Regions from separate parts of the Pan troglodytes genome. Here region 2 is linked to region 1. Evidence: chromatin contacts called from public HiChIP or PLAC-seq data. All regions are on one chromosome and are shown on one strand. Each heading gives the region's core, a stretch centred on a gene start, on an enhancer-like site or on the middle of the called end of the contact. The rest is flanking DNA. Distances are from core to core; before and after follow the strand shown.

Region 1 (7,239 bases), core at 1,793-4,292:
CACTGTACTTTTGTGTTTATTTGACACCTTTTATTCCTTCCAAATTTTTCCAACACTTATTTACTTAATTTACTCTTCCTTGCAATAATCTAGCAAGTAAAACCAAAATGGTTTGTGTAATAGCTGATGAGACTATTCGGGCAGAACCATCCAAACTAGATGGATGTGATCCATCTAGATCTGAATGTGTTTGGGTTTTTCTGTGAGCATTCAACTCCCACTGAGTTCACCCTGGCTCAGTGGCTCATAATGGAGTTTTCCATAGAATCCATCTACACTCTCCTATTGCCAGGAGATCCTTGAAAGAAAATACGGTTATGGGAAATATGTCTTCAATTCCCACCCCCACATTGAACCAGAGATTGAAGATCAGGTGATGGGGTCAAAAGGAGTCTGAAGTCACCAAAAAGGAGTCTATAGAAAATCATCACTATTGAATGGGGTACTCAGGGAGAGGTATAAATAGGATATCAACTCTATTTGTGATGTTTTATTTATTTTTAAATTTATTTTATTGTTGGGCCTCTATGATCAAATAGTTGTTCAAACTTTATCCTGGATGTTTCTGGTGTTTTTTTTTTAATGAGATTATCATTTAAATCAGTGGACTTTGAAAGCAGATTGCCCTCTATCTGAGTGAGCCTTTTCCAATCAGTCGAAAGCCTTGATAGAACAAAAGACTGACCTCCCCCATGCAAGAAGGAATCTGCCAGCAGGCAGCCTTTGGATTCAAACTGCAACTCTTCCCTGAGTCTGCGGGCAGCTGGCCTCCTCTATCAGATTTTGGACTGGCCAAGACTCCACAATCATGTGAGCCAATTCTGTAAAATCAAAATATTTGAGTGAAAGAGATGGTTAAGCCTATACTGCACCGTGTGTGTGTGTGTGTGTGTGTGTGTGTGTATCCACACACATCCTGTCAGTTCAATTTCTCTGAGGAACCCTAATACTCAAATATAACAAAATGTTAATAGTTGTTGACTCTGGAATTCTAAGTCCATGGATGTTCATTATACTACCCTTTGTACTTTTAAAATTGTACGTATATTTAAATCACTACTCTAAAGATGATTGGAAAACAAACTTTAGAAACGGTTTTTTGAAAATGGTACCATATAAATACTAAGCTTCACTTGATTCAGCTCTACCAACAGTAAGCAGAGAGCCAACAGGATGGCGCTGATCTAAATGAATGCTTCCCTAGGCCACCTTCATTATTTTGGATTTTTTTTTTTTTTTGAGACGGAGTCTCGGTCTGTCACCAGGCTGGAGTGCAGTGGCACAATTTCGGTTCACTGCAACCTCTGCCTCCTGGGTTCAAGTGATTCTCCTGCCTCAGCCTCCCAAGTAGCTGGGACTACAGGTGCACGCCACCAAGCCCAGCTAATTGTTTTGTACTTTTAGTAGAGACCGGGTGGTGTCATCATATTGGCCAGGATGGTCTCCATCTCCTGACCTTGTAATCACCTGCCTCAGCCTCCCAAAGTGCTGGGATTACAGGCGTGAGCCACCGTGCCCAGCCATTTTGGATCATTCTTGCTGCTGCTACATCTGCTTTAGTTTTTGGGGAGTGGATGGGATGTGGATAAGATGAAAGTGGGGAAGAAAGTAAGAGCATTTCACAGGAAATTGATTAAGTATCAAGACAATAATATTGCTCCCTACAGAGTCAATGGGGAGAGGATGCAGCAAGCCATAGAGGTGGCCCTATTGCCTAGAGAAGAGAGAGCACTGGACCCAGGAAACCCACACTCATTGATGTGGCTGTGCGTCTTCTGCTTCCCAGCCTCAGGTGTTATCCAAAAAAGATGGGCCTGGTTAACATTGCCAAGAGCACTTGTTACCCTAACATTCTGTAACTCTATAAAGTCTGGCATGCATTAAAATTCTTCTGATTCAATAATTTGGAAAAACATTTGTTGCTAGACTATTTGGCCTATCTCAATTCCTTGGCAGGGAGTAAGGCACACTTAGCATGTGCTTTAATCCATTCTTGTCTTGTAATTCTGAGAAAGCCCTTTGAGTTTCAGATTTACAAGTTATAATATTTGCATTGCTTCGTTGTTATGACAGCTTCGTCTTAGATCATCCCTCATCCTCCCCATCCCCTGCCCCCACCACCGCCATTCAATATGGTATAATATGCAAAGGTTTCAGTCTTTGAAATATGAGTATGTCCCACTCCCAAACCACTAAACTGTAGGTCAGAAGACCCTGTGAGGCCACCAACTAGCTGTGCACCTTGAACAAATTAATTTGCCTATGTTTTTTCATTTCTTCCTCTGTAAAACAAGCGTTGAATGATTGGAGAGGTCCCTTACAGCTGTGGAAGTCAGTGATTTATATGCATTTAGTAGCTACGCCTAGTCTAAAGAAGGCCATTTGCATGGATTCTAATTCAGCTAGATTTGAATTCTGCCAGTTATCCCTCTTCTCTGTCTATAGAGCTCTAAAGAAAACAAGACCGCTGTGTGTTTTGTGTGTGGCTGAAAGCACACACAAAAGAGGTACTGGAAAGATGTCAGCTGTCTCAGGCTTTAGCTGTTTCATAGAAACAATTCCCTAGAAGTCAGAGCCCCCAAATTCTATAGGAATATCATTTCCTGGAGAATATCTGCACATTCCATGCAGGTTCCCTGCTGCACACCTGCAATCGTGGTACAGGTCTCTTGGGCTGTTCTATTAAGTGCCTGCTCTTAACAAATTCCCCTTTGAGAATCGCTCACCAACCGGAGACTGGTTCCAGTGCTTTTGTTCTTTCTCTGCTTCTGGAGGCATGCTGAAGCATCCGCGCATCTCAGACTGGTGCTCACAGACATCAGGAACACATGCTTTTTCCTGGTTGCTAGGAAACAGTGAATGAATTAAAATCATTTGTTTTAAAAATACACTCCCCTACGCCCACCCCCATTAAGGGTTGAGGGAGGGTGGAAAGTCATATATTTGGGACAGGATTGTGATCCTGGCCTGAAGTTCACATGTCTTTTTACCTGAGTAGGCTTATGTTTCCCATCTAAATGATTAATTGAAAAACCAAGAGGATGGGAGGAGTTTACCTTCCTCAGAGTTTTTTATAGCATTTGGCTGCAGACATAGGAATCAATTGACTAAGCAAGGATTGCTGGGGAAGCTAGTGAAACTCTGGCTCCTACATACTTAGGGTGCCCCAAAGTACCCAATGACCCAAAGATCATTCTACTCGATGAATGTCAACACAAAACAGTGGCAATCCTGAAGAAACATCACCTGGGTTCAAGCTATCACCATCTTTCTAATTATAGATGAGATCCCTTTCATGTGCGTCTGTGTGAAGAGACCACCAAACAGGCTTTGTGTGAGCAACATGGCTGTTTATTTCAACTGGGTGCAGGCGGGCTGAGTCCGAAAAGAGAGTCAGCAAAGGGTGGTGGATTATCATTAGTTCTTATAGGTTTTGGGATAGGCGGTGAAGTTAAGAGCAATGTTTTGCGGGCAGGGGGTGGATCTCACAAAGTACATTCTCAAGGGTGGGGAGAATTACAAACAACCTTCTTAAAGGTGGGGTAGATTACAAAGTACCTGCTTAAGCGGGGGGAGATTACAAAGTACATTGATCATTAGGGTGGGGAAGAAACAAATCACAGTGGTGGAATGTCATCACTTAAGACTATTTTTACTTCTTTTGTGGATCTTCAGTTACTTTAGGCCATCTGGATGTATATGTGCAAGTCACAGGGGATGTGATGGCTTGGCTTGGACTCAGAGGCCTGACAATCCCTGCCCACACGCCTGCCTCCTAGTCTTAAACACTTGCTCCCTTGCTTAAAGCTTGTTAATGGTTTCTGTCTGTGTCTCCTCTATACCACTAGACTAGGGGCAGAGTTTGTTCTTCTGGCCCATCTACAGCTGGGTGTCTGTTATTGACACCTCTTAATCTTTATTTCCACTCCTTTCCACTGGCCAAGTAAGTCACTTGATTACCTGAGGTCATATTATGAAAGACACTAACAAAACGCTAGATATAGAATTTTCTAAACTAGTTGTTCACTCCATATTGAGTTTATATTGTACCTAGACACTTCCGGGTTTGGTGAGCCTGAAGTTTATACATTATGGGGACCGTCTTTAATAAAAAGAATGCAGAATTGTAAATATGAAACTAATACAAAATTGTATGTTTATTTAGAACTATTAATTACAAGTTACAAATTTTAAAGAGCTGAAAAATACCACAAACAAAAAATCAGTATTAATATTTTCATGATTACTAACTGCCTAACATACACTAAAATTCCTTTTTTTCTTACATACTCTTTGATTATCTGTTAATAGGACCAAGGTTTCATAGTATTTTCTATAGAGAGAATTAAAAAATAATTCAGTCTCTCCTCTACTGTGACTGTTTACTTTTATTTATTTATTTATTTATTTATTCATTTTTTTGAGATGGAGTTTTGCTCTTGTTGCCCAGGCTGGAGTGCAATGGTGTGATCTTGGCTCACCACAACCTCCGCCTCCCGGATTCAAGCGATTCTCCTGCCTCAGCCTCTGGAGTAGCTGGGATTACAGGCATGCGCCACCACACCCGGCTAATTTTCTATTTTTAGTAGAGACAGGGTTTCTCCATGTTGATGAGGCTGGTCTTGAACTCCCGACCTCAGGTGATCTGCCCGCCTCGGCCTCCCAAAGTGCTGGGATTACAGGCGTGAGCCACTGCACCCAGACAATTTTTTATTTTTTAATTAATTTTTTTTTTGTAGCAATGAGGTCTCACTATGTTGCCCTGGCTGGTCTCAAACTCCTGGGCTCAAATGATCCATCTGCCTTGGCCTCCCAAAGTGCTGGGATGACAGGCATAAGCCACCACGCCCAGCCATTTTCAATTTATTCTAATATTTTGTTTATAATTAAAACTAAACTGTAGGCTGGGTGTGGTAGCTCATGCCTGTCATCCCAGCACTTTAGGAAGCTGAGGTGGGTAGATTGCTTGAGCCTAAGAGTTCAAGATCAGACTGAGCAACATGGCAAAATCCTGTCTCTACAAAAAATGATAAAAACTAGCTGGGCATTGTGGTGTGTCCCTACAGTCCAAGCTACTCAGCAGGCTGAGGTGGGGGGATTGCTTGAACCCAGGAGGCTGAGGCTGTAGTAAGCTGTGATTACACCCGTCCACTCCAGCCTGGGTGAAAGAGTGAGACCCTGTCTCAAAAACAAACAAACAAACAAACCAAAAAAACAGAAAATAAACTGAGTTATTTTTCTTTTTGACTGCCTATTGTTGATACCTCATTATAAGGTGTTCCACAATTTCTTGATCAAGAGAGCTTTTCACCCAAAGGCAACCTTGGAGAACTTCAACCTTGACCTTGCTAGGCTTGTTCATCCCTGTTAACTCCCTTACGCCTGCCCCCAGCTGAGGCTGCTGCAGCTGGTCCAACTCAGCCAAGTGTTCATCGATCCCAATAGTCACCTTCCCAGCTTCAGTCCTTGAAGGCAAATAGAAGGTCCACGTGTGCAGTTGTCTATCAGGGGCTGGTCATTGCTAAGACTCACATTGATGGAGGTAGTGATGGCAGTGTGCCTATCCCGATGCCATGCCAGTGAGTCAGGAGTTGGGCAGGACTGGTTTTACAAGGTACAGATCACAAAGACCCGGCTGATAAAATGATATGTAGTAAAGAAGCCAGTCAAAACCCGCCAAAACCAGATGGCGATGAAAATGACCTCTAGTTGTCCTCACTGCTCATTATATGCTCATTATAATATATTAACATGCTAAAAGATACTCCCGCCAGCACCGTGAAAGTTTACAAATGTCATGGCAACGCCTGGAAGTTACCCTATATGGTCTGAAAGCAGGAGGAATTCCCTCAGTTCCAGGAATTGCCCACCCCTTTCCCAAAAAACTAATGAATAATCCATCCCTTGTTTAGCATATGATTTTTAAAAAACATAAAAATAAACATAAAAAAACCACAAAAACATAAAACATAAAAAAAAAAACCATAAAAATAGCCAACCAGCAGCTCTGCCTATGGAGTAGCCACCCTTTTATTCCTTTACTTTCACTTTACTCTGTTGGCTTGCTCTTGAATTCCTTAATGTGCGAAGGCAAATATCACAGGGCCTTTGGTGTTCAGCCTGTGACATCCTTTCTGACAACAAATGAAGGGACAATGGAGACCTCCCCCTGAAATCCAGACTAAAACCAATTGGCACCATTCAGACCTGATGGGTGGGTGAGTCTCCCTTTGTCCAATTTCAACTTGCTACTTTTTTTTCCCCTTTGATTTTGGCTCCTCTGTCCTTTCCTATGTTCGTTATTTTAGACAGGTGGGGAAGTGGCTGTGAGACCTCTGGCTTGGTAGCCTGATTGCAGTCTTCTGTTGTGTGGGTGCCCCAGACATGCAGCATGCCTGGCAAGTCATGTCCTTTGTAACCCACCTTGTCATCCCTTCTCTTGAACCCAAAAGTCAAAGAGATCAGATAATGCAATGCAAAACAGAGCAAAGCCTTAGATTTTGAGAGGAATCTATCTACTTAGAATTCCTGGGGTTCCGGCCCAGCGCGATGGCTCACGCCTGTAATCCCAGCACTTTGGCAGGCGGATCACGAGGTCAGGAGATCGTGACCATCCTGGCGAACACGGTGAAACCCCGTCTCTACTAAAAATACAAAAAATTAGCCAGGCGTGGTGGCGGGTGCCTGTAGTCCCAGCTACTCAGGAGGCTGGGGCAGGAGAATGGCGTGAACCCGGGAGGCGGAGCTTGCAGTGAGCCGAGATTCCACCAAAATTGTGCCACTGCACTCCAGCCTGGGCGACAGAGCAAGACTCTGTCTCAAGAAAAAAAAAAAAAAAAAAAAATTTCCTGGGGTTCCATGAGGAAAACAGAATTTTTTCCCAAAACGGAGTCTGTGGCATGCTTTCAAATATAAACAGACTGCTTTAAGGAGTCAAAGTTGACTTATAGAGCCAATAAAAGCCCCTTGGGAAAACTGGCCTCACACCTTGTCTATGCAGTCCCTGTACAGGGTTCTTGACTTGTGGTAAGTAAAAATGTCACTTTCTGACAGGCCCAGGAGCCCCAAGTTACCTTGGGACCTTGAGAGGAGAGGAATTCACCCAACTCATAAAGGCATTTGTTGGCACAGATAAATCTGTGGCTGGGCTCGAGACCTTAAAAAACCTAATCTGAGATTATTTATGTAACAAAGTTCCATCAAAGCCTATTTAAAAAGAGCCTATATGGCAAATAATTA
Region 2 (7,239 bases), core at 1,893-4,392, 73 kb after region 1:
TAACTAGCCATGAGGAGATTCAACTGGTTCCTGTGACCCATATTCAGGGAAACTTTAAGTCTAAAAGCGAGATGAAGAATTCCTGGTGGAACTGTTTTCCTAGAGACAACACAGACATTGGAGATGTGGGGCTAAATACAACAAAGTGATTTCTCAATTAGAAGAATCTCTATACAGTAGGGCCACTGCCCAGGACCCAAGCACGTCCCTGTCATCTTCTTCTGGCTGTTCACAGGCAAGGGTAAGCTGCTAGTGAGTGGGATAGGACAAACTGTGCATTGTCCTAGGAAGACAGCACTTTAAGGATAGGGTGTGGGGGTAGCATATACAAATCAATCTGATTCTCAGAAAGTGCAAGGTTGGACCCTTTGGAAGAAATGAAACTGTCCCAGCTTGTCCCTAGAGGCAGAAGAAGCTCTGAGCCTGCTAAAAGTTATCTATTCCTTCTAATGATGCTCTAATCGAAACTCTTTTTTAATCCAACAACACAGCTGCAAATTGCTTTTATTCTCTTAAGGACTAAAAAAGTCAAGAGAATTGACTTTAAAGAATTATTAGATAAGAAGCCTAAAATAGTCTTTCTTGAAAAATTGAGCTAAAGTAATTTGGTCTTTAAATAAAAATGTAATGATTAGTAGAGAGTAAGCGTCTGTTTCTTGACAAGCCTGGATGTATTTCCAATCCCCAGGCCCATTTTCACTTCCCAAATTCGCAATTCTAGAATTCTTCTTACTAGTGTTTAGGAGATTCCTTTGGGGGAACCTTCTGGAACTGAACTAGACTAAAAGAAATGAACAGAATGGTGTGGATGAGTCAATTACTTCCCATTTGTAATGTCAAGTATAATTTGTAGTACAGCTCAAAGCATATGATTCAGTTCATGTTTGATTCCACTGTCACACCTATCCTTGTTTTAAAACAAAGCAAAAAAGGAGGCAGTGAACTCATCTGGTTCCTGATAATACACTTCCATGGCCATGTCCCTATATGGTATGATGCAACAGTCATGACATGGCAATTTATTCTTGATGGCAAATACAGTTAATAGAGGTCAAATATTGTACCTAAAATGTGAAGACTGATACCTTTTTAGTTCACTATTTCCTTCTCAGTTAAAGCAACTGTACTCTCTGCAGTAATCTTTCTTTATCTCATAATGCATACTTCAGACGCTTCAGGTTTTCCTCACATTACTTAGCCATGAAATTTTTACCATCTTTTAACTAAAACAGTGAAGCTTTATTGTTACTACCATGTGGAACATAATTCTGTTTCTTCTGGATCTGATTTCCATGGGATGGGCTCGAGGCCCCACTGGACTGACTTCTCCACCTTTGTTGCCCCTCAGATTTTGTCTCCAACCCAACCCCAACTTCAGAAGGAAGGGCTGTTCCAAGACCAGCAGGCACCAGCTCATTTAAAGTAGCTGAATCCTATCTCCTAACATACTTGTGCAATTCCAGAAAATAAACGTGGAATAACAATACAGAGTAGTTTAATGAAAAAAAGAGCCATTTAATATTATTTTCATCAACCTCAAGTTTTTGGCCAGATTGTTTTTTGCCGAGTTCATGAACTACAATAATTTCTGGGCGAAAATGATCTCTTGCAGATAAGACACTGTATTAAAAGAAACAAGGAAGCTGTTGGAATTCGTTGTTGGAAATATTCCTCACTCATTCCCTTGCAGTGCCTCGGCCTGCCCCCAAGACCAGTTAAACACTGTACTGCCACATCAAAGAAAGTACAGAAGAAGGGGAAAAATTGCTAATTCTCACCTTGACAGTGAATGAATTTCTTATCACCCCAATTCCTCCCAGTCTTGCAGACTCAACTGAAGGTAGTTTATCGCCTAAAACAAAACAAGGAATAAAAAGTGTTAACATACAGAACACTCACAGGAGAATTTAGCTGTTTTTAGTACCTGCCAGACAGCCCAGTTTATCCGGTTTAAAGTACAGTGCTGAGTGTACTCGGAGGGACAAAGGCCAGTTTTAGGCCCGCAGGCACTTTCCAAATAAAGGTCACGGGAGCACAATTTATCTCTGCGTGTGCGAGGGCGTGCCCCCGCTTCGCCGCCCGTTAGCAGGTCTTGGGGTTTGCACGTCCTTGCTCTTGGCCTGCACCCGTCCTTATGGCCGTTGTGCAAGAGGGCTGCAATCAAGGCTGGATCGGTACCTCCTTCCAGGTCTCCATGCCCGCCCCTCCCCTCCCCTCCCCTCCCCTCGCTGGTGCTGGGACCTTTTAAACTCCAGGCACCCGGAACTGGCGGGGATGTTTCCCCCAGCCCCCTCTCGCCCCGTGTGGCCTAGCGACCCCTCTGAAGGCCGCTGGAGCTCCGCCCCTCCACGCCCCCTGGCGGACGCGAGGGATCGGCTTCAAGGCTATTACTCGCCGCCTGAGTTGCCTGCAGACGCCCGTCTGCGGCTTACAGCCTTCTTTGCATCCAGCCCCCAGCTGCTGCACGTTTTCTTCCTCCTACACTCCAGGCTTAGTCTTCTACATGCATTCTTGCAACTTCCACCTCTCGATTTTCCAACCCAAGTGCAGACCTGATTTTCCCCTTGTCGTTGCATCCAACTTCCTCACCGCCCAGTTTCTCCCTCCCATGCCCAAAAGCAGGCCTTCTGCATATCCAAGCATCCAGCATCCCCTCCTTCCCTTTTCTTTTCCCATTCTCAATACCTGGATTTGTTCCCTTCTTTGCACGCAGGCCTCGACTCCCTCCACACCCAAGATCTGCGCTTTTTTCCTTTACCCCATTCCTGCCTTCTGCGGAATTAGAGCCACCCCTCCACAGCCAGGGACCGGGGCCGCCCCTCGGAGCCTGAAGTTACCTGCCGGGATGATATGCTGGCGAAGAGTTGGGGCGCCACAGCCGCTCACAAGCTCAGACTCACAAGCACAGCCTGGCAACCCCAAACCGGACTCCCAGCGCCTCCGCTTCTGAAGTAGACTCTGCAGAAACCCGGGACCACAGGGCGGGTCCGAGCTTTTCCTCTTCCCGGCTTTGTCCCCTCCCAGGCCCCGCCTCCTCAGCCCACCTCCCCCCCAGCCCCGCCCCCGACACGCCTCCAATCGCCACGCGCCAATTCCCGTGGGATGGGCGGAGTCAGCGAGGGGGCGTGACCACAGTCAAAGATGGAGAATCCTTGGTGCTGCTTTCCCGGTGATCCCGGTGGGGAAAGGGGTTGCTGCCCGGCAGAGATTCAGTCCCGAATCCCGACAGCGAAGAGACTCGTATGCCACCTGCAGGCCGGGGAGCGGGGCGCGCTGGGGCTGCACCACCCCGAACTTTGTAACAATCTAGAGCACCACAGTGTTTCTAGGTCGGCATAAAAGCGAACGGGACAGGGCGCCCCGGGCGGCGGCAGCTTGGCCGGCCCGCTGCCTAGCGCGCCCCCGAAGGGCGGTAATGGAACGTACCTTTGGCTGAAGAAAGAGTGCTCCCGGCCAGCGCGGGGTCGCCTAGGGGGTTCCGCGCTGCCTAATGCAAAGGATGGAAAAGTTACAGAAGCAGTTCCTGACACCACCTATGTCTAGGTCTTTAGAAACTCCATTGATTGTTTGCATTAGAAGATAATGAATGGGATTCTTATTTTCTTTTTTAAGACAGGGCCTTGCTCTGTTGCCCTGGCTGGAGTGCAGTGGAGCGATCACCGCTCACTGCAGCCTTGACTTCCTGGGCTCAAGAGATCCTGCCACCTCAGCCTTCCGAGTAGCTGGGATTACAGGTGCGCACAATCACACTCAGCTAATTTTTCTTTCTTTTCTTTTTCCTTTGGTAGAGATGGGTTTCAGCAGCCCAGGCTGGTCTCGAACTCCTGGACTCAAGTGATTGGCCCTCCTCGGCCTCCCAAAGTCCTGGGATTACAAGCGTGAGCCACCATGATCAGTTGGCAGGGGATTATCTGTGATCCAGTGAAGTTGGACTAGAGATGTGAAGCCTTAGAAAACGGTGGATTGAAAAAAGAATTTTGGTCTCCTCCAGAGATTATATTTTGTGTGTTCATTACTCTCAAAAACATGAAAATAAAGAGTATTTTATATTGTGATTTGTAGGACAATAGCATGCTTGTATATTGCTGCCCAGAATTTAATGCTCCAATATTTATTTATTTATTTATGAGACAGAGTCTTGCCCTGTCACTCAGGCTGGTGCAGTCTCGGCTCACTGCAATTTCCGCCTCCTGGGTTCAAGTGATTCTCCTCTTTCAGCTTCCCAAGTAACTGGGACTACAGGTGTGCCACCATGCTAAGCTAATTTTTGTATTTAGTAGAGATGATGTTGCACCATGTTGGCCAGGTTGGTCTCGAACTCCTGACCTCAAGTGATCCGCCTGCCTCGGCCTCCCAAAGTGTTGGGATTACAGGCGTGAGCCACCGCGCCCAGCCTCCAAAATTTATTTTAAAAAATTATCTCTAACATTGAATTAGTACATTATTCTTTGAAGATAAACTGATCTACGTGGTACTACTCAAGATGCACTTTGGACACCAGAGGGCACTGGTATTTTTCCCGAGAGAAAAGAAAAAAGCACACACCTTGTCAACTTGGTTTTTGAGGTGGCTTAAGGGATATTGGCAGCCACCTCCATTTATTCCTGTAGAACTGTTTAGAGAGGTATATGAGCTTTTTGAAGGGGGTCTGACCCTCCACACCTGTGGGTATTTCTCATTAGGTGGAGCCGAGAGACTGAGAAAAGAAATAAGACACAGAGACAAAGTATATAGAAAGAACAGTGGGCCCAGGAGACTGGCGCTCAACGTGCAAGGACCCGCACCAGCGCTGGTCTCTGAGTTCCCTCAGTATTTATTGATCACTATTTTTACTATCTTGGCGAAGGGAGTGTGGCAGGGCAACAGGGTGATGGTGGGGAGAAGGTCAACAGGAAACATGTGAGCAAAGGAATCTGTATCATGAATAAGTTCAAGGAAAGGGACTACGCCTGGATGTGCACATAGGCTAGATTTATGTTTCACTTTACACAAACATCTCAGTGTAGCAAAGAGTAACAGAGCAGTATTGCTGCCAGCATATCTCCCCTCCAGCCACAGAGCAGTTTTCTCCTATCTCAGAATAGAACGAATGGTCAGCTTTACACTGAGACATTCCATTCCCAGGGACCAGCAGGAGACAGAAACCTTCCTCTTAACTGCAAAGAGGCCTCCCTCTTTCACTACTCCTCCTCAGCACAGACCCTTCACGGGTGTCAGGCTGGGGGATGTAAGGACTTTCCTTTCCGACAAGGCCATATCTCAGGCTGTCTCAGTTGCGGGAAAGCTTGGACAATACGCAGAGGTCCCTGCGGCTTTCCACAGTGCATTGTGTCCCTGGTTAATAGAGAATGGAGAATGGTGATGACTTTTACTAGGCATACTGCCTGCAAACATACTGTTAACAAGGCACATCCTGCACAGCCCTAAATCCATTAAACCTTGATTCAATACAGCACATGTTTCTGTGAGCACAGGGTTGGGGCTAAAGTTACAGATTAACAGCATCTCAAAGCAGAACAATTTTTCTTAGTACAGATCACAATGGACTTTCTTATGTCTTCCATTTCTACATAGACACAGTAACAATCTGATCTCTCTTTCTTTTCTCCACTGTTAATTTTCATCTTGAATCTGATGCCCTAAGACACCTGAGACCGTAATTACTTTATATTATATCAGGTTCACATTGCTTATTACCCCTTCCTCACTACCGAAAGTAAGCATTCATATCCATTCTTGTTCCCAAAACAATGTAGGGCAGCCATAAAAACACATCAAATATAGCACAATAAAAACATTGACTATAATTGAGAAAAATAAGGTTAAAAAATGAATAGCTATAGGATGTTATATAGAACCAAGGCAAATTCAATCATCAAACATGTTATATCAAATCCTAAACACTTGCTAGAGATGGCTGCAAATTTGGCTTTAAGCCAATGTAGTAGTAAAGGTGGCAGTTATTGGAGTCTCAGCATCTAAAACAGTGTTTCCTAAGCCAGTAATGGAGGAGTTCATTTTCCACTGAAAAATTTGGCCGGGTGCAGTGGCTCAAGTCTGTAATCTCAGCACTTCGGGAGGCCAAGGCAGGAAGATTGCTTGAGGCTAGGAGTTTGCAACCAGCCTGGGCAACATAGGGAGACCCTCTTTATACAAAACAAACAAACAAACAAAAATTAGACAGGCAAGATTGCACCTACAGTTCTACTTACCTGGGAGGCTGAAGTGGGAGGATCACTTGAGCCCAAGAATTCAAGGCTGCAGGCTCCAGTAAGCTATAATTGCACCACTGCACTCTAACTGGGGCAACCAAGCGAGATCCTATCTCTTAAAAAAATTATTTTTCAGATCCCTAGGATTGACATTAAAATATTGCTATAAATATGCATAAAACTAGATATATGCTCCTTAGGCTGACAGCTCATACAACTGTAAAATAAAAAAATTTATAGATAAAATGACTAGAAAGAAAAGTAGAAAACAACACATTACCATTAATATCACTTAAATACAACAAATAACATTTAGCTGAAATTAAATTACTTCTTGAAATGGGAAGATGAAGCTCACTGGTTATGTGAACTTTTTTTTTTTTTTTTTTTTGAGACAGAGTCTCGCTCTGTCACCCAGGCTGGAGTGCAGTGGCACGATCTTGGCTTACTGCAACCTCCACCTCTACAGTTCAAGTGATTCTCCTGCCTCAGTCTCCTGAGCAGCTGGGATTACAGGCGCGGGCCACCACGCCTGGCTAATTTTTGTATTTTTAGCAGAGATGGGGTTTCACCATATTGGCCAGGCTGGTCTTGAACTCCTGACCTCAAGTGATCTGCCCGCCTTGGCATCCCCAAATGTTGGGATTACAGGCGTGAGCCACCACGCCTGGCGGAAAAATGCTTTTAAAAGACTTAGTCAACATACTATTGATGCCTACATATTTTAAAAAATCATTTGTATTACTTCCATGTTGGTTAATGGATTTGATTATATTGCTTTCATGTCATTTGTGTTGGTTTGTACTGGATGTTTCCTTTTTGTTTCTTTAATGTTTAAATGGCTGTGACAAATGTCTGTATCTTACTTTTTTAAAACACAGATCAATTCTTTGGGCTAGATTGCTAGAATGGGAATTATTAGATCATGAAGTATAAATATATTTAAGGTGCTTGTTAAATCCACCAAATCATTTTCTAGGGGGGAATATACCAATTTATATTTTCATATGCAGTGTAAGAGAGTGCT

What was found. HiChIP or PLAC-seq counts read pairs in DNA pulled down with a chosen protein or histone mark.
Region 2: an H3K4me3 HiChIP or PLAC-seq map of stem cell-derived excitatory neurons shows a contact between it and region 1, with 10 times the contacts expected there. The contact joins the promoter of IDH1 here to the promoter of C13H2orf80 in region 1. A contact is called at or near these places in 2 of 7 Hi-C or Micro-C datasets (induced pluripotent stem cells and stem cell-derived neural progenitor cells), 1 of 1 datasets of contacts at active chromatin or transcription factors (stem cell-derived excitatory neurons) and 1 of 1 other capture datasets (stem cell-derived neural stem cells).

What each region holds. Positions count from the first base shown.
Region 1 is chr13:110,414,446-110,421,684 of NHGRI_mPanTro3-v2.0_pri, forward strand. C13H2orf80 (chromosome 13 C2orf80 homolog) reads right to left here and starts at 3,043. Exons shown (of 10, transcript XM_054679266.1): 1 at 2,991-3,043; 2 at 2,727-2,845.
Region 2 is chr13:110,487,286-110,494,524 of NHGRI_mPanTro3-v2.0_pri, forward strand. It overlaps IDH1 (isocitrate dehydrogenase (NADP(+)) 1), which reads right to left and starts at 3,143. Exons shown (of 10, transcript XM_001141655.5): 1 at 2,838-3,143; 2 at 1,779-1,852.